Linked DNA regions of Oryctolagus cuniculus: region 2 is linked to region 1. The links are chromatin contacts, called in public Hi-C maps. All regions are on one chromosome and are shown on one strand. Each heading gives the region's core, a stretch centred on a gene start, on an enhancer-like site or on the middle of the called end of the contact. The rest is flanking DNA. Distances are from core to core; before and after follow the strand shown. Region 1 holds the start of LIFR (LIF receptor subunit alpha). Region 2 has its middle 31 kb from the start of OSMR.

Evidence for each region. A called contact is a pair of places that touch in the nucleus more often than the background predicts.
Region 2: a contact with region 1 is called in a Hi-C map of skin fibroblasts, with 3 times the contacts expected there. The contact joins the enhancer-like site here to the promoter of LIFR in region 1. A contact is called at or near these places in 2 of 6 Hi-C or Micro-C datasets (psoas muscle and skin fibroblasts).

Annotation. Positions count from the first base shown.
Region 1 is chr14:63,968,251-63,975,484 of mOryCun1.1, forward strand. LIFR (LIF receptor subunit alpha) reads right to left here and starts at 2,926. Exons shown (of 21, transcript XM_070056650.1): 1 at 2,722-2,926.
Region 2 is chr14:64,215,387-64,221,994 of mOryCun1.1, forward strand. No RefSeq gene overlaps it. Among named protein-coding and RNA genes, the nearest start is that of OSMR, 31 kb to the right of the region's middle. Within about 2 kb of position 2,170, at least 1 of the 8 cell types and tissues checked has an H3K27ac peak or open chromatin away from gene starts, as enhancers often do.

The DNA of each region.
Region 1 (7,234 bases), core at 1,676-4,175:
AGGTAGGCTGCGAGGGAGGGGCTCTGTTTCCCGCCATGCTGTGGAAAGAGACAAGCTAACGGCTGCCCGCCCTCTGGGAGTCCCTGGAATCCACTTAAAAACCTCAAAAACTAATGCCTGACAATAATTTTATAGCAAAATAATAGGAACAACCTACATGAGTCTCAATACAAGAGAGGTTAAATAAATTATGGCTCGTCCTTAATGGAGTTCTCAGTAGCTGTTAGACGATGAGACAGCTCTCTTTGGTACTGATAGGAACTGCCAGGATTTAGTACTGGGGGGAGGGGAGCAGGGCAGAAGTCAGCATACAGGATGTCCTGATGTGCAGAAAGACAAATAAAGAGGACACAGAGGGACGGTTTGTCCAAGCATTAGGCTCCGTCTGGAAAGACAGTCACAAGGAGACATGACCCTGGTTTCAGGGCTGGGGGCTGAAGGGCGGCTGGGACCGGCGGACCTGCTATGCTCTCATGTCATACCCTTGGACGCTTCTCCAGTGCGAACACACTGCCTGCCCTCCCATGATAATTTCTAACACGAGTAACTTCTACCCTTACCAACACACTCAGCCAACACCACCCTTCCATGCAAAACTCACAAAAGTGGGTTCCCTCCCCCAGTGCCTGGTTCTCATGTGTGTGTGTGGGGGGGGGGGGTTATAGGTCTCCCCTAACGACAGGGGTCCTCAGGGGGTCCTCATGGGATCTCACATATTGCGAAGCCAGTGTGCCCCAGCCAGTTGTTGGAGGAAAAAGAAACAGCTGCTCAGTTCACCTTGAAAACGCACCTCTGCTCCAGCGGAGCTGCAACCTGCTATACCGCAGACTGCGAAGGCACAGCTTCCACCTGCTACCTCACCTCAGAAACGAGAGGACAGCGTCCTGTTTATAAAAACGCGGGCTATACTTAGCCCTCCTTCCCCTTGCCAAGCTTAGACAAGGAACCTTTTCTGATACAAGTGAAATACGATTTCAGATTTGCAGCAAAGTGACCACGGACGGGGAGGGGCAGGCATCGTTTGTACCTAACAGACACTCGGACTCTGCATCTGCCGGGGAGGGAGGGAGGTCTGCTTCGGTTTCGGGATCATTTCTGGAGCCACTGACCAAATGACACTGCTAAGTCACACTAATCTTACTCCAAGCGAATACTTTAAAGACAAATCTGGAATTGAAGACACACAGCTTGGAGGGCAAAGTCTAAACTGAAACTTCTGTTGAAAAAAAAAAAAAGAAAAGAAAAAGCATCTTAAAAGAGCACCTTAAAAAGAAATGCAAAGAACGTGTTTTCCTACCCAGGGCGTTCAACAACACGCTTTGTATCAACATTGGACTGCATTAAACACACAGAGACAGGCGCGGAACACAGGCACCCGACTGCACAGAGAAGACCGCATGCGATTTGGGGAACCGACGGTGGGACCAGAATTTCACTACTCAAGCCCACGCGTGCGTGTGGAGGCGTCCGGCTCGGCGCTGCCCGACAACGTTTTCAGAAATAGCATCGTTCACACAGCCCAACTCTGACCGCCGACACTTTGGGTTTAAAACGACCACAGCGCCTTCGAGTGAAGGCACATTAAAAACACAGGCAAGCCCCCACGCACCCTAAGTACGGGCAGGGACCAGGAAGGAATTCCGTGAGGAGCTCGGGCACGGGGACACCTCACCGCTCGGCGGGCCCCAGTCCCAAACGCAACAGATCTGAAGGCTCCTTCCCAACCCCCAGGTACCCTCCAGCCTCGCACCTCGCTCCCCAAAGTTCGCGCGGCCCGGGAGTCCGCACCCGAGGGAGAGCCGCAGGACCCCGCGCAGCGCTGCCCGGAGCGCGGCCCCCACTCGGCCCGGGCCGCGGGCGCTCGCGGCGCCGCGCGCCCTCGGGACTCGGCTCCAGGCTCCGAGCCTCCCCGTCGCCGTGCCGCGCCCACCCGCGCCCCGGCACTCACGGGCCGCTCCCGCGCCGCTATCTCGCCATGCCCCCGCCGTCCGCTCGGCCGCCGCCCCGGGGCTGCTCGGAGTCCGCAGACTGCCCCAGGCTACAGCCGAGGAGGAGAGGGGGGCCCGGCACGACCCGCCGCCGTCGCCGCCTCGGCTCCCCGGTCCGTCCCAGCGCTGCGCTGCTCCAGGCGGCCACGGGCGAGGGGCGGCCCGCTGACCTCCGCAAACCCCACAAGCCGCAGCAGCCGCCAGAGCCGCCGCGAGGCAACGGGAACAGCGGCTGCCGCGGCGGAGACGCTCCAGCCCGGACTGCGGCGCGCGGGGGCGGCGCCTGCACGCCGCTCGGCTGGGGGCGCCGCGGCCCGGCCCCGCCCCCGGCCCCGCCCCGCGCGCCCCCGCCGGAAGCCCCGCGCGCGCGCGCGCGCGTGCTCCCCCGCGGGACCGCCCCTGGGAGTCGGAGCTGCGGGGCCGCGCGCCGATCCCGCGCGCCGAGGGTGGTGCCTGTGCTCGAGGCTCGGGTCGCCGGGCCAAGCTCGCCAAGGTCGCGAGGGAGCCGGGGGGAGCGCCGCGGCCGGGCCGGCCAAATCGTCGCCGAAGGCCGGGCCGGAGCGCGCGGCGGCCCTGCGGGCAGCGCTGTCAGTGCGCGCTGCAGACCTTGCCTGCTTCGGCCGGCTCTGCGCTGGGACGCGGGCTGGGAGCGGGGCGAATGCCTGGCTGGTAGACGTTGCGGGGCACCTGAACTAACCCCCGGGGGAGGCCGCGGCGCGGCGGCGCGGGTCACCTTCCCGCTCCCGGAGCGCCAGGGGCCCGCGGGTGCATCCTGAGAATATCCTGGAGCCATCCAGTCTTGCCTCCGAAGGCGTGGTGGGCTTATTTGCGCAGAGAAGAAACGGATCCCTTAATGGGGCGAGAGTTTTCCTCGGTGCATTGTCTCCATTTCCGCAGTTTCACTTGGCCTCGGTGTTCTTCCAGCGGAATGCACCAAATGAAGTGAGCTGCAGCGCGTTTTGGGGGGCGCGGACTCGGCGCTGGAAGATGTTTACGCTCCGGGCCGGACGCGTTTGATGGCGTGATTAATTTTTTGCAAAGTTTGAGCAGTGTGCCAGAGAGAGCCCCTGGCACGCAGAGCCATAGGACTGCGCAGACACACCTTTCAAGGGAAGCGGCTTGTTTGTTTGAACTGTGATTTACTGGATGCACCAGCACCAAGGTCGACATGGTTTTTTTTTTTTTTTTTTTTTTTTTTTTAAGAAAAAAAAAAATCTTGGATGAAATCCCAAAGCAAATTTGCAGACAGGCAAAATGAAACTTCTTTTCTAAAACAACTTTTCCCCTCTTGATCGAAAAGTAGATTCCTTAGAGGAAAATACGTTGTTTGCACAGCAAGATATGAGTGGGCGCTACCGGCTCCCAGTGGCCCACTCTGTTATGTGCGTGTTTCCAATACTGAAACCAAACGCTTCCTGTCTGTCGTGGCTGAGACCTTGCTGGGAAAGCGTGTTTGTATTATGTGCACTTGGAACCCCTTTCAGATGTACCCTGCTTTTTGTTTACCCCGTTCTGGAGCTCTTGATGGTTTGGGAAATTTACCATTATTCATACTGGAGAATCCTGTGAAGCCCAGGCCCTAAGGCCCACAATACTTGGAGGGTCCCCGCAGAGATTTCCTGCTTTCTTATCAAATCCAAAGGAAAAAAAGGAAAAAAAAGAAACACTAGCACCCATTGCCTCCACACACTGGATAATGCGTCTGGCGTTATCCATTTCCTGTCTCAGTCATGTCAACACGCCTGTGGTACTGCTGTCACACCTAGGAGCCCATGCAGGCTTTGTGAAGCTTGAAATTTATACAATTTGGGCGGTCCGCTTTAAAAATAAATAAATAAAGCATGCCCAAAGGGCTCTAGCACCACCCAACGCAGGGGAAAACAGCAGAAAGTCTCCTTGGAAAGAGACCTCGGTCTCAGCTGACTGTGGTTAAAATATTTTACTTAGACGAATTGTATAAAAACAGACCACCACATGAATGTATTGCTAAGGCTCCTGCTAGGGTCTTGGATGGGGACCTCGAAAAGATTCTTGCCCAGAAGTTTATGGGCTTCCAAGAAAACCGTCCCCTAATGTATACACATTCTATAGGTAAGACACTTAGGAATTTGCGATAGCTTCAAAGGAACACTGTTTTATCCACGTAAGACTAAGGTATGGTTTGAAGAGTTGTGGTATACACACTTTTTCATGAGAAAGAATAGATTCTATATCTCCATAAATAATAGGTTTTATATGCCATAAAGCAAGGACTTTAAATATATATTACCAATATTTGGGCCATAACCCAGTTTGGGTTACTTGAGATGGTTCTATTGTCTATGTTGTCATTTTGCTTCTCTATTGCATGAAAGTATGAATTAATCAGTTTGCATTCTTAAAGAAATTTCAGTTCAATTCCAATTGCCATGGGTTGACAGCATTTCTATTTACTTTGTCATAGACCAGTCTATTTGTAAACACTGTTTTAAGTAATATTTACTGTTTGTGATTTCATGACATGTTGCAAAATAAGCATCAGAATGGGTATGTGCTCTATTTGATGCTTATATAATAAGAGGCTGCCACATAGCAGGTCTCCCTCCATTCATGTCTGTCAAATAAATAAAATAATGAAATAGAAAGATCACATAATTGGAAGTAAAATTGTGGGTTATATAAGAAGCTGAAATTGAACAGGGATGAAGCAGCAGATGCTGAGCCGTGAGTACTTGCTGGATAAGCAGAACTGGCTTCTTTGTTAATTATTTGTGCTCTTGTCTCCAGCTATTGGTTATTCGCCCTGCTTTTCTTTTCTTTTTTTTTCTTTTTGTAATGAGATTCCATAAATGCAAAATAATGCTAAGTGAAACAATAAGCAGAATCACATCTGTAATGAAAGTTCTGGAAATAAAAGGCTCTGCTCTTTAAAAGGACCACTCACAACAGCAGCAAACTTGAGATGATAGGGGTTTGGTTATTAAATTACCAACATTCTGACCCTTAAACAGACTTCTGTGGCTATGTGATCTCATGTGCATAATGTTTATCCATCAGGAGAGCATGATATGGCCGTGTTCCTGGAAGAAATTTTGGAACTGAATACAAATCTACAAATTAAGCAAAGTTATTAACTTTTAAGCCTGACTGATAAATGTAGGTTTAAATTGGTTTATTTAGAGCACAGTTTTGGACAAGAGTCAAAACTTTAATTAGATCCCTGTAACAAGAAGACATATGAGAGTAATTAGCTAATTTTCTCAAGATTTGATGGTCTTTACCCAGAGTGGTTGGGAATGCTATTTGAGGGGCATGAAAAAATGTAATAATCACCATGAAAGATGGGATCTGCCCAGAGTTCTGTTTAGAATATTCTCATTCAGATAAAATGATTGCAGGAGTATTATGCAAAATATTTTTGGTAACTTATTCTATCCCTAGCATGGCCCCAACAGGACTGCATTTTGTTTGTCTTTTGTTTATTTATACTGTGCCTTCTCCAAAAGGGACTTAAGGTGGTTTACAATGGAAGACAAATATTTACCCCCCGCCAAAAATTTCTTTTTTTAAAAAAACTGGCTAAGACAAACAATAGTCTGTGAGCACAAAACTTAGCTCCCAGCTTCCTAGTAGCAGTGAAATAGGGAAGTGAGGGTTTTTACGACTCTCACTGTCAAGTGGAGTTTCACTTGGGAGAAAGTCTTTCCTGGCCCAAGCTGTGAGAGGAATTTGTCAGAGGGGTCAGCATAGGAGAAACACCTATGTGAAGAGGGACTCCAGACAACAATAGTTTGGGCCATCTTTTGGTGGCAAACAGAGCTATTATGTTCTTTTTCTAGTGATGACTGAAATTGCTACTTTTGAAAGTCCGATTTTTTAATAAAGCCAAGGATATAATAACAACTTTTGGTTGACCCAATTTCCTTTTGTAGCAAAAGGGTAATTAAAAGCACCAACCTCCGGTGGGTGTTGTGATGCAATGGATTTAGCTGCAGCTGGGATGCCTGTATCCACAGGTACGCTGGTTCAAGTCCTGGCTGCTTTACCTCTGACCCAGCTCCCTGCGTCGTGGGAGGCAGCAGGGGATGGCCCCAAGGATGAAATGAGTTAATTTCTGTAAAAATCATTTATTGCTGTGTCAAATTTACCATAGTTTCCTTCAACCAGGGGGTATGGATGTCTCTTTGGTCCTCCTGTCTTGGAGGTTTTTTATTTTTATTTGTAATCATAGTCCCACCTCGAATTCCCTCTGGAAGAATGCATTGCTTATGTGCCTGACACAAAGCCAGCAGTAAACATCCTCTGTGAATCTTACCATGAATATGATTTCTACCACCACTACTAAATCTCAAAACAAATATGGGTGCCTCCTTCTGGGGTAGGGATGGTGGTAAGGTACTTAGAATGGAGGGTCAAACCGGCAGTCGGAGGCTTCACTGCAAAACCCACGAGACAAACGTCGTTCCCTCTCCTTCCCTCGCGCTGTTGGCCATCACCCACCTTGTCCTCTATGCCAAGGTCACTCAATCCTGGGATTTCAGGAGCCCTGACTAAAGGGACCCCCCCCACCACCACCAAGCAGACTAACATGTACTTGGCTCCCTGGATCCTGGAGGCTTGTCACCTTCAAGAATCTTACTCCATTTCCTATGCAAGGGGTCTTCAGAGAGTTCATGGAAGGTGGGTGTGATGAAAAAAACTATACCTGGATTCCACAAGTTCTTGAACCAAAATAAACTCACCTTTGAATTGTATTTTTCTGTGAACTTTCTCAGGGGCACGAGCTCCTGGGAGAGTTAAGTGCCTGGTGCTGTTAAATCTAACTCACTGCCTGAGCCAGGGCACCTTGGCGGGTGGGGGTGGGGGGTTGGGGAAGGCGACCCGAAGCTCCTGGCACAGGGAGGAGCCCCTGGAAGGGGCACAGCCTTCACACAGCCTGCCCTTCAGTCACCCTCCCCTCTGCTCTGTCTGGCACCCCCATTTCCCATTCCCTCTCCTGCCTCCCCGCCAGTCTCCACCCACACCTCATTCCTTATCTCCTGTCTCGCATCCTTTTGCCCCCCCCCCTTTTGCTCTACCTAGCACCCTCTCTGCTGTCCCTGCTCCTGTCCCCTCCCCTCCTTATCTGGTTGTTCAGAGTCATTTAAGGGCAAAGCAAAACATGAAAATGAATGCTGCCTTATTTCCTAGGGTCCAGCGCAGACCCAGAATCCTGTGTTAATATTCTCAGTCGAGCTAATGGATCCTGCAGAAGAGCAATTTACTCC
Region 2 (6,608 bases), core at 920-3,419, 250 kb after region 1:
CTTTTTTTATTTTCATTTTTTCCTAGAACTGGATTTGCAGGTATCTAGGGGAAAACATGAACTTTTTCCATTTGTAGTTATGGGGAAACGGATTACCCATATGTTAAAAAAATTGAACTTTTCTTTGAACAACACTATCTGTTATAAAGGAAATTATTCTTAAAATGTGGTCAACCATATCAAATTAAGAGTTTATGTTTCTTCAAACACACATAAGAAAAATCTAAAAATAAGTCAGAAGCTGGGAGAAGATACTCATAACATGTAGGACTAATTTCCAGAATATACAAAGTGCTCCACAGCGCAATAAGAAAAAAATAAACAAAGCAACTGTGAAAGGGGCAGAAGTATTCAACATGTAATTCACAGAAGAAAACAATGGTCAAAAATACATGGGAAATGCTCAGTATTGTTAGAAAATAGGAAAAGACAAATGAGAACCATGAGGGCCGGATAACATGTTACACTCACCGTACACCCGTGCAGTAAGAATCCTGAGAATACCCGATGTTACTGAGAAGGCACAGCAATAGTTACAACACATGAGAAAATAATTTGGCATCATCTAGTAAATTCAGAAAGTGGCTGAACTGTGTGACCCAGTCATTGCACCCCTAGGTGCATTCCTTAGAGAACCTTGCATTGTGTAGGAGAGATGCACAAGAATGTTTATAGAGCACTGTTTGTGACTGGGGGAGGGGGGCAAACCAGACCAAATGTTGATCAGCAATAGAATAGATAAATAAATTGTGGTGTATTCCCAATGACTAAATCAAACAGCTACACACGACATGGATGGGGTTCGGGAAGGAAGTGCTGCATAAAACAGTATGCAAATGACTTCATTTACATAATATTCTTGCACTTAGCAAGACTAAACAATATATTCTTTGGGGATGTAAACATGAAGTAAAAACCACAGAGCAGAGCAAAGTGATGATGAAGACAGAACTCAGAGAAGTTAGCTCTGATGGGAAGGGCGGCAAGGGGCTGGGAAGGAGCACTCGAAGTTTTTCAAAACAAAGATACTGCCGGGTCCAGCATCAAGCACCAGTTCAGGTCCCAGCTGCTCCACTTCCAGTCCCACTGCCCGCTAATGTGTGTGGGAAAGGAGTGGAAGACGGCCCACGCTCCCAGCCCTGGCAGTTGCAGCCGTTTGAGGAGTGACCCAGCGGATAGAAGACTCCTTCTCGGTCTCATCCTCTCTGTCACTCTCCCTTTCAAATAGATAAAAATATATTTAAAAAAATAAAAGATACTGCATCTTTCTTAGAGCAGGAGACTGGTATCAGATATTTGTTCTGTTCTTGCTCTTAAGCCCTCCAACTATTTTAAACTTTGTTTATGAAACAATTGTATGCTTCTTCAGAAATTTCCAAACGGACGGATGAGTTCCATAATGTGTGCCCTTCATTTGGTTTCCCCAATGACATGGTCTCACACAAGGACAGCTCAGTGGCCCAGACCAGGAAATTGACAGGGAACAGAGCTGCAGTTCTGATTCAGATTCCGCTAGTTCTCACATGCACAGCTTCCCGGCATTTGCACCTCATTCCCTGTTTTATCACCGACTCCTGTGATTGCGGCCGCCATCTGAATACAGAACTGGTCCCTCACCCTATACATATTGTTAATTAATTAACTTGAGAGATGGAGTGTGCTCCTATCTGTTGGTCCATTTCCAAAATTCTGCAGTGGTCTGGGGCCGTAGTCAATGGGAACTCAGTCCAGGTCCTCTAGATGGGTGCCGGAATCCAGTGACCTCAGCCATCTGAAGCCAAGGCTAGAACCAGTGCTTCAACACACCGCCTTAACCACTACGACAAATACCCAGCCCATACACATTTTGAGTGTTCTTTAGTGTGTATTTAATATTTTTTTAAAAATGCAGTTGCAGAAGGAAATAGTGCTTAGTACAGGTACAGGTGATTCCCCCCATTGGTCATTAGCCCTCCTGGTCCAATTTCCCCTAACAGAACTGTAGGACACATCCTACTCACCCAATTCCCTCCCTGGCCCCCTCCTACGGGAGCAAAGTAAAGATGTGTACCCATTCTCCTTCTCTCTAATGACTCAGCTGAGGTTCAAAGACCATCCTTCTTCCCAAACCTCCCCCCTCCACCTGGTGATGTGGTACGGCCTGTTTCACAGCGTGCACAAAGCCTCGTGTATTAGACACAGGTGGGACAATTACACACACACACTGAGACGATGATGCCTGAGCCCGACACCTGAGTCACGCTTCGCACTTGTCGTCCTTTCTCCCCCGGGCTGGTGGGTTCCTGTCTGTGCAGAGCGCCCAGTGGAGCTCCGGCTCCCGAGGTCTGGCTGCCCCAGACACAGCCAGTCGAGGTGGAAAGTGGATGATCTAATCCACCTGGGCCCCCACGGCGTTGCCTGCCTGCCTGCCTGCCTGCCTGCCTGCTGGAATCCAGCCCACCTGTTCTGGAAGGAGCTCCTTTTCCTCCCTCCAGCCTCCCAAGGATAAAGTCTCTCCTACTCTCAGCCCTTCTATTTAAAAGCAAACAAAACTGTTTCCCATTTGGACCTGGTCATGGAAGATTTTACTGCACCTTTCAGTTCTGCCTCAAAACAGCTTCCACCGCCCTCTCCCTCTGTTTATGCTCCCCTCTGGGTCTCCTCTTTCCAGCAGAGGTGTGTTTTGCTCTGTTTCTATTTTGCAATGCCCGGTCAGGCATGTACAGGCACACCTGGTTTTTGCCACGATCAATCAGTTCTTAGAAGCTCCTTAGAAAGAAATCACGTGTCTTGCCATGAAGGATTCCAAAATTGGGGTTTGTGTTTCTGAAGGAAGCTCGATCACAATTGCATGAGTTCATTAACCTGTGTCCCTTGGTATTATACGATTTGACGAAGGGTCTGTGGCCAAATGCATCTGCGTGGCAATGGACTTGACAAGGTTAATCCCCAGACCCTGCCCCTGCAGAAATGCTCAGATGCTGTGTGGTGACCCCACACTTTTTTTTTTTTTGGAGGGGAGAATTCTATGAGTGCATAACAACTTCTGAATTACAGCGTATGTGACAACGCATTGGTTAAAAGAGCCGTAGGCCCTATTCTTTGACACTCTCTGTGCTGAGTGTGCTCCTGTCTGCTCCCAGATCCGCCCTCCACCCCACCACCTTCCCAGAGGAGCTGACCTCAGATCATGAGGCCCCTGGCTCTCCATTCCCACCTCTTCTCCAAGTGTTGATCCTGAGAGCACTTCCCACTAAACCTCCTGCACCTGCCTCTTCGACTGTGTTGCAGAAAACTCAACCTGTGACAAGAGTCAAATATTCTGTAGATCTCTCCTCTCCCTTCCCTCTCGTTTCCAGTTTTGCATGGGCAACTCATTTCTACTACTTTGATATGGGCTTTGAAAATCTCTGGGGGAAAATGCTTATGATTGTTCCCCATTAAGTACTAACCTTTCCTTAAGTATTAAACTTTCCTTTATGGAAACTGAGGATATTGCTTTCTTGCACACATGTACACACACACACACACACACACACACTACATGTCTACCCATCATCCCAGTAATCAATAGTCACTAATAATATTCTTGTGACTACACATAAATAATAAAGTTTGGTGCTATAGCATATGATTGCTTTTTATTCTCTCACATTTTCTTTCCCTGAAGGTAATATTTGTCTCACTTTTTCATTTGTTTAGTTTCTTTTGTATTTATCACTATTTCCATTTCCTTGTAAATCTTCCTTTGATGTATTCATACAAACCAAGTACTCCATCGGTTTCATCTCGAATGTGTGTCTTCTAGAGCCTTCTCGACTGCAGTTCTGTGACTGGACTGACTGCCAGGACCAGCGCACAGCTGTTCTCGTGGAATCTCCCTTTCTCTTTAGTTTGGGCATTTCCTCAACACCTTCTTGTGTTGGAGCTCTTGTTCTCTCCTTCTTGGTTTGCTTCCTTGTTCTAGTGGTCACACCCTTCAGTGCTTCTCTCACAAAGAGAACATAGGATGTAACTTTTGAATCAGACTAATATGAAAAATAGCTCACCTAACCTTTGAATTTTATTGATTTATGAAGATGATTAATCCAATGCCAGTTTCTTCTCTAAGGAGATGTCTTGATGAAGTCTTCTCTCTTTTATTGTTTCTCTCTCTCCTCATGTTTCCGCAGTAGAAACAGCCCTGCATAGAAGCTTCAATTCATAGGTTAGACACATCTTCTGAATTAGAAATATAAGCACACCAAGCACTATAGCCACTTATGTAATAAGAGGGACTAATTATCTACAGCTCAATTTTACTTCATGGTTTCAGTTTATGTATCTGGTTTCAGATGTTTTCATTCTTCAGAAAAGACTACACTTTATTATATAGATCTAAATGATGATGAATTTTTAAATTGCCTCTTAAAATACAGAAGTCTTAGTGATCCTGTATAAAGCATGAAAGGCTAAAGAAACACCATAGGAAACATTTTCATAGAAAAACCATTGTATCAGACATTGTAGCATCTTGTTTCTTTATATACATATACATATTTAGCTTTGTACATTTGTAGGTATAGATTACACACACACACATAGTTAACGCATCCACATTATTCAAAAATTGAAGCAGGGCAGGTGTTGTGGAACAGAAATTAAGATGCCATTGGGATGCCTGCATCCAATTTCAGAGGACCTGAGTTTGAGCCTCCACTCTGCCGCCAATCCAGCTTCTGCTAACCTCGGGAGGCAGCAGGTGATGTCTCAAGTATGTGCATCCCTACCACCAACGTGGGAACCTGAATGGAGTTCCATACTCCTGGCTATTGCTGGCATTTGGGGAGTGAACCAATAGATGGAAGATCTCTCTCTCCTATCTCTGTCTTTGTCTCTCTGTCTCTGTGCCTTTCAAATAGATAAAAACAAATGAATAATTTTTTTGACAGGCAGAGTGGACAGTGAGAGAGAGAGAGACAGAGAGAAAGGTCTTCCTTTGCCATCGGTTCACCCTCCAATGGCGGCCCGCGTGCTGTGGCCAGCGCACCGCACTGATCCGTAGCTAGGAGCCAGGTACTTATCCTGGTCTCCCATGGGGTGCAGGGCCCAAGTACTCGGGCCATCCTCCACTGCACTCCCTGGCCACAGCAGAGAGCTGGCCTGGAAGTAGGGGCAACAGGGACAGAATATGGCGCCCCGACCAGGACTAGAACCCGGTGTGCTGGCGCCACAAGGCAGAGGATTAGCCTAGTGAGCCGCAGCGCCGGCCTCAAATGAATAATTTTTAAAAGTTTATAGAAGTATATAATGAAAAGATTATTTTCCCCATGCAGTTTCTTAGCTCATAGAAAACCATTCCTTGTTTCTTGTATTTCCTTCTAGGGACATTTAATGCACATACATCCAATTAGGAAATACATAGTGAATTTGAAAGTAGTTTAATGAATAAATTACTCAGAAAGATGAGGACAGGACAAAAGAAATGTTACTAGATGCTGTTAGCATCCAGGAGTTAACAGGAGCAGAACTTTAGTACGTCTGAAGAGGCAGAAGGTAGAGAGAGAGATTACTCGGACTTGGAGTGGTTGGTGAGGGCTATTCAGCATGAGCGATGGCATCCCATATGGGAACCGGTTTGATTCCCAACTACTCCACTTCTAATCCAGTTCCCTGCTGATGCACCTGGGAAAGCATCGGAAGATGGCCCAAGTACTTGAGCCCCTGCACCCATGTGGGAGACCCGGCAGAAGCTCCTGACTCCTGGCTTTGGTCTGATCCAGCTCCAGCTCCAGCCACTGTAGCCATCTGGGGGGTGAGCCAGCAGAATGGAACATCTCTCTCTCCCTCTCTCTCTCTCCCTCTGTAACTCTGCCTTTCAAATAAAATAATAAATAAATCTTAAAAAAAATTAGTTTATTTTGTTACAAAAATGTTGAAATTCATATATATGAGGGGTCTTCAAATTTTTCACAGAAAATATTTTTTATGAAAAAATTAAGCATAGATTTCAAAAAGCTTTGCACCAAGTTAAATTTATCTTTTAATTCCATTTTTCATGAACTTTTTCAAATACCTGTGTACACTCTGTGGGGAGCAATCCAGACTGGACTGAGTTAACTGGAATTAGGACTTATTCTGTGCATCTGCTCTCCCACAATATGGCGCTGGGAGAGAAGTAAACAGCTTCTGCACAGCTGCCTCCAGTTCAACCAATAAACTGTAGGACTTGCTCCTGATTGGAGGAGAGCAGCGTACTTGGCGTGTGGGCAGCCGAGTTGGGATTGGCGGAGGAGGACTATAAGGGAGGAGAGAGACGGCATGCACCAGGAACATCTAAGGGGAACATCTAGCTGAAGGAACACCCGTGCAGCCCCCCAAGAAAGCCGGCCGGCGGTGTGCCGCTCCCCTGCGGAAGTGGGGAATGTGGCCAGGGGGAACTGCCCTTCCACGGAGGTGGAAGGGATAGTAGCCAACCCGGGAAGAACCAGCAGCAAACCCGGGGAGGGCCGAGCAGATGAAAGAACAGCGCAGGGTCCTGTGTCGTTCCTCCACGAAGAGGGGGAGCGACATAATGGTGCCGTGACTCGGATAGGAAACCTAGGACGGATAGGAAACTTAGGAGGGAAGAAACGGGAAGAACTGGGAAA